2 separate regions of the Mustela lutreola genome follow, and region 1 is linked to region 2. Evidence: chromatin contacts called from public Hi-C data. All regions are on one chromosome and are shown on one strand. Each heading gives the region's core, a stretch centred on a gene start, on an enhancer-like site or on the middle of the called end of the contact. The rest is flanking DNA. Distances are from core to core; before and after follow the strand shown. Region 1 holds the start of BOLA3 (bolA family member 3). Region 2 holds the start of STAMBP (STAM binding protein).

Region 1 (2,869 bases), core at 316-2,815, 280 kb before region 2:
AATTCGTCCAATACAAATCAGTGAGTTTAACGTGGGTGTCTTACAAGTAACAAACCCACTAACCAACTAAAATGACTTCAGTGCTTATTTCTGGCACCCTACAGTGTTCAACATCTGTCTCCCAACAACTTCTGGATCTACTTCATTTCTAAACGGGTGCTACGCACATGATTACAAAGATGGCAGCCGGTGGCAAAGGACCATTTCTCTTCCGGAGTGCCAGAGGAGTCTCTAGAGCAATTCTCACTGGGCCGGCTCAGATCATTGACCAACCCAAACCAATCGGTGCCTGCTGGGCCATGACCTGGGTCATGTGACCACTCTCAGGGGAGGAGAGGTCGACCTCCTCTGAACCTTGGTGGTATGAGGAGCCAAAGGTGGTTCACTACTACACAATGGGTAAAATATTTTTGGTAGTTTTAATTACTCCTGAGAAGAAAAATGAAAAGTTAGCAAATTATCCCTAATCCCACCAGCCATGATGTTTTAAGGAACGAAGCAAAAAAATATGAGAGAGGTTACTAGAGTAATCCAAAGGAGAAATTATGAGACCCAAAACAGAAGTCACTCAGTACTGGAATGAATAAGCATATATCTAGGTGATCACTATAAGGGCAACTGTAGGCCTGTCCCACGTGTGGACGAACATACTGAACATGGTGATGGCACAGGCCGGAATGCAATAGTGAGAACTGGGGAAGTCTGCAGGGCTTACCAGACTGCCAAAATATACAGCCTGAGAGAGAAAGGGCATGAGGCCTTGAGGTGTGTGTGAATCAGTCCAGAGGTGGGGGCAGGCTTACTGGATAATCGTACCTGTCCTCGAGCCGGCAGCTTCCACTACGTTCTCAGGACTCTACGGTCTGCGGCTCTGCTTCTCTGCAGGCACCTTAAACTCGGGCAAAACCCAAACCGAGTTTGTTGGCCCCTTTCACGACAAACCTCGCCCTCCTCCACCCATCGCACTGTCCACACCAGACACCTACCTCAGCCTCGCTGCCCAGTCCAGTCACTCTGTTCCCTTCCCCTCCCAAGTATCCAGAGCCACTCCTCCATCCCTGCTGTTCCAGCTGTCGCTGAGACCTCACACCTCACCCGGACCATCGCGGCAGCGCCAGAACTTCTGTCCTCATCTCCAGTGTCAGGCCCCCTACAGTCCCTCCTCTTCGCACGATCTTTCTAAAACGCAAATCTGAAAACGACTCCCCTGCTTTAAGTCCCTCCACGGCCCCCCTGTTCTGGAGGGAGAAACCCACACTCCCCAGTTTGGAAGCCAGGTTGCCGGCGGTGGGGATGGGAAGGGAGATGGCCTTCCTAGGGCGAGAGGGGCATTGGCCTGTGGGCAACTCGGATCGGAGGGCCGAGAACCCCGGGCGTCCCCCGGCTGGGCAAGAAGAGCCCCCCGGTGGAACGACCCCTGGAGGCTGGCGGAGCTCGGCGCGGACCCGGCGGGGCAGACGCGCGAGCTGGCGGAGCAGCAAGTTCCGAGGAGGCGCCCCCCGGGGCGAGGACCGGCCGGGAGCTGCAGCCGGGCAGCTCGCGACCTCCGGGCGGCAGGGGGCGGCCTCGCCCGCGGCGACGACGGCTTCCGGTCCCCGGCTCCGCGCCTCTCACGGGACGCGGCGACCTCGGGCGCCGGGCCGCGTCGGCCGGGCATGGCGGCGTGGAGCCCGGCCGTGGTGGCGCCGCTGCTCCGCGGGATACGCGGGGTGAGCGCGGGCGGGGCCGGGCTGTGGTTCCCGGGCGGGAGCTGCGGAGGGGCCGCGGGGCCGGTCGAGGCTGGAGGACAGGCTCGCGGAGAGCGCGGCGCCGGGCCTGGCGCCCTCCCCTTCCCGTCTCTCATTCATTCCTCGTGGGTTGGGTCCTTCCGTGGGCCCGGGCGGCGGGGCTCCGAGGAGTGTCAGGCTCTGGCGCGCGCTGGCGGAGCTGCCTGAGCCGGTGGAGGTGGGGAGGCGAGGGGAACAGACACGGAAACCGTTGGGATCCGGCGGGCGCGGAGAGAGCGATGTGGACGCACCGAGCCGGAGACCCGGCAGCCCCAGCTCGCAGTCCTGGCGTGCCTGCCGGAGAGTGCGAGGGTCTGGGCTTTGGGCAAGTCCTCCCAGCCTCTGGGACCTTAACCCTCTCCAAGCCCCACACGCCCTGACTAAAAGCCCAGCAGAGGGCACTCGCCACGCGCTCTCCGAACTTTCTCTCCTTCCTGCCTCCGCGAAGTATGAAGAGGGGGTGACTCTCCGCGCGGACAGTCGGGGCTCTGGGGATTTTGTCAGTACATTGCTCGTGTAAAGGCCGCTGCCTGCAGATCAGCTAAACGGAGGAAAGACCTCCCAAGGAATCAGTAATGTCAAGTCCCCTCAGCCCTTAGCGATTACTGCTTCTGCCTGCCACCTGGTTACCCTCTGCCCTTGCCCCTCCAAGGCTCTGTCCTCAGAAGAGGCTCCATCTTTCCCCCTCCTCCAGCCCAGTCTTAGGCCCACAACATCAAGTTTCTGTCCCTCCGTCTCACTCCAGACCATTTTTCTGACCTGCCTTTCAGCTGCCTGCTGGAACGGCGACTTCTTTGTAGGTGCGAGCAGTCATGCCCTGCGTGCTGTGCTCGTTCTGCTTGTTCATTTGTTCATTCGTTCAGCCATCCATCACCCAAGTCTCCCGGAGGGCCTGTCCCGGCCCAGCTTTGGAAGGCTGCAGTAACAGGGTAGAGTCAGTCTTGGCCTTTGAAACTAGCTGGTGAAAGAGCCAGTGCACAGATCATTTTAAAGAAGGTGCTTCAGGGGGCACAGGTGGCTTGGTCAGGTGTCCAACTCTTGGTTTCAGCTCGTTTCTTGAACTCAGGGTGGTGAGTTCAAGCCCTGCGTTGGGCTCCACACCG
Region 2 (2,921 bases), core at 312-2,811:
GTTAACTGATTTCAAGTTTGGTCATTTTCATTTAATGAGTAATGACACTTTCCCATGGTGTACTTTTTCATCTCTGAGCACATGGTGAGGGGAACTAGTCTGGGAATGAATGCAGAACAATTCTAGTTCTGCTCACTAAACCCCTCTTTCGGTCAATCCACAACATCATTCATCATGTCATCATGGTAATGAATTTAGACCTGAAAAACAACTTACTCAAATCTATCCTCAAAGACTAAGCACTCTTCAAATAACAAAAGGGCACAAAGGTAACTCGGTACTCAAAAATAAATAAGTAAGTAAATAAATAAATAAATAAAACAGACCCACAAAAAACAGGGAGGGAGTTTTCCCTGCTTCGAACTGCAGTAATTCTACAATCTTTCTAGATCTCATTCTATTGCTACAATCAGATTCCAACTCCCAATTGGTATGACTCTACATCATTTTCAAAAAGAATCTGGGTACTTGATACACACTGAATTACAGCCCACCCTAGCCAGCATGCTCTAGAATATACGACTAGAGTAGAACCCATTTTGGAATTTAAGGCCCTCTAACAAGTGGTCCCACTTTGTCTTTTCAGTCTTAAACCTTACTCCTTCCCATCAGAGATCTTTCCCTTCAGTCAGGATTCTAATCTGCCCAGAAATCCTCAAATGTGTTTCATTGGTCTACCCACTGTTTTCCTGTTCTCCCCTCCAAGCCCTCCCTCGACGAGGCTTTTCTTGGTCAATTCCACCTCTAGGTCACACTTTCCCCAAGCTTCCTCTCTAAACACCCTCACGAGTAGTACAAAAGCTGTGCAGACTACCAGAGATGCAAAGGCCTTCCATCTCCCCCAAAGCCGTTTTAGAGGCTCAGAAAGCCGCTCAGCAAATCTAAAACCTCCCCAGGCTGCCTAATTAGTAAACTCGATCCAGAGCCCATTAAAGCTAACTGAAGCTTGTTGCGCCTCAGTACCTCTGGGGAGATGATCTGTAAGGTCGAGAATGGAACCCCCTCCCAAGGCCAGCGAGCGGTACTAGAGGGCTGAGCAACACTCCAGAGGAGATGCGGCATCCGCAAAAAAAGGAGAAGGTGGCATAAAGGACTGAGGAGGAAAGACGAGGTCAAAGGAAGTTGCAGGAACGAGCCGAGGGGGCGTATTCACGGGAGAGGGACCTCCTGACACCTGCTTGAGATCCCCTCCTTCAAGGCCCTCACGCCCAAGTTGCCAACCCAGGGACAAAATTATCCAAGGTTCTCGGGTCTTCAGAGCGCTGCAGGAGGAGACGCGCGGGGACGCGCGGGGACGCGCGGGGCCTGGCGGAGGCCGGTGCCGTCAGTGGCCTCGCGCGCGGCGGGCCGGGCAGAGGGCGCGGGGACGACAAGGCCGCAGGCCCCACACTCACGGCGGCCACTCCCCTTCAGAGTCCGACTATGCTCCGGGGCTCAGCCCCACCACATTTCCCGGACCCTTCCCCACCTGTCCCCGCGGACGACACTCGGAGCTTCCGGAAACGTCACATCCGGCGCGCGCCCCGCCCCTCCCGCCGGTCTACCCATTGCACTCTCAAAAACGCAGGACCCAGGGCGGTGAGCTGGTGGGAGGGGTTAGAACCGCCACCTCCCCCCTGTCCCCCCTCCCGCGAAAAAAGACTGCCAATGAGGAGAGAGCTCGACAGCGGCCATCTTGGTAAAGGAAAAGCGACAAGGTAGAGGGACAGCGAGTAGTTAAAGTAGTTAAATGATCAAGCTAACTTCTATTTGTGGAATTAATTTGACTTTGGGTCGAGTTTCCTGCCAGATAGCCCCTATACCACACTTACACAAATCCACAAATCAACATTCAAGAAGGGATTGGTGATGCAAGTACCTGGCTGAACTAAGCAAGTTTTCTAAATTGGTGGAAAAAAAAAAAAAAACCAAACTCTTGAAAATTTCTGCTTGTTTGTGTCACTTCCTACGCAAAATTGATAGCCTGAGGTATTTGGCAATCGCTTCTATTGCTTAGAAAAAAACTTGAGACTAACTTTTGAATGTTAGAACTCCAATACAATTTATTAAAAATGAGTGTTTGGGGCCCCCTGGGTGGCTCAATGGGTTAAAGCCTCTGCCTTTAGCTCAGGTCGTGATCCCAGTGTTGTGGGATAGAGCCCCACATCCGGCTCTCTGCTCAGCAGGAAGCCAACTTCCTCCATTCTCTCTCTGCCTGCCTCTCTGCCTACTTGTGATCTCTGTGTGTCAAATGGATAAATAAAATCTCTTAAAAAATAAAATTTTTTTAAAAAAATGAGTGTTTGGCTTCTAAGGGCCACGTGCCACGCATTGGAGACCGAAACTGTATGATGCGGTTCCTGCCCCTGCAGACAGGACAGGCAGCTGTTTACACCAAGTACAAACAGTGGCATATTCTCTGTATGGGTGTGTGTATGTATGAATATCTTGCACAGCTGCTTTCCAAAAAGATCCTTCAAGCCTGCTATCTCCGTATCAGGAGATTTTGTATATCACCACTCTGATACTTTCTGCTCTCTGGGGACACTCTACCCACCAAACTTGGGGACCCTCCCTGTAAGTTCCTTAATGTGATGACATGACCTATCCTTCAAGGTCTTGCTTAAAGCCCCGGAACTGGTGTTACTTCTTCCACTAGATCAGGGTTCAGATCTCTAATTTTCTGACTCGCTGTTGTGGATCTGTCTTTGGAATTTCCCCAAAGTGATTCTATGTGGTCACTGGCTTTTGAGACTTACAGCTGAAAGCACTTAACAGAATGAGACTCTTTCTCTCCTACAAGCATAAATAGGCATATCATTGCAAGGATCCACTATCAATTCTCCTGGAACTCAGGCTGAAAACTCTGGCAAGACAGTTGTAATGGGGACCATGGGGGTCCTCAGAATTCTATTTCTCTACTGACTCTTTCCCTTCTGAAG

The links. Hi-C and Micro-C count contacts between places; a contact is called where the count stands out from the background.
Region 1: a Hi-C map of an unstated tissue shows a contact between it and region 2, with 9 times the contacts expected there. The contact joins the promoter of BOLA3 here to the promoter of STAMBP in region 2. A contact is called at or near these places in 2 of 2 Hi-C or Micro-C datasets (blood and an unstated tissue).

What each region holds. Positions count from the first base shown.
Region 1 is chr9:95,866,353-95,869,221 of mMusLut2.pri, reverse strand. BOLA3 (bolA family member 3) reads left to right here and starts at 1,565. Exons shown (of 4, transcript XM_059188087.1): 1 at 1,565-1,709. The coding sequence starts at 1,656.
Region 2 is chr9:95,589,101-95,592,021 of mMusLut2.pri, reverse strand. STAMBP (STAM binding protein) reads right to left here and starts at 1,561. Exons shown (of 10, transcript XM_059188074.1): 1 at 1,469-1,561.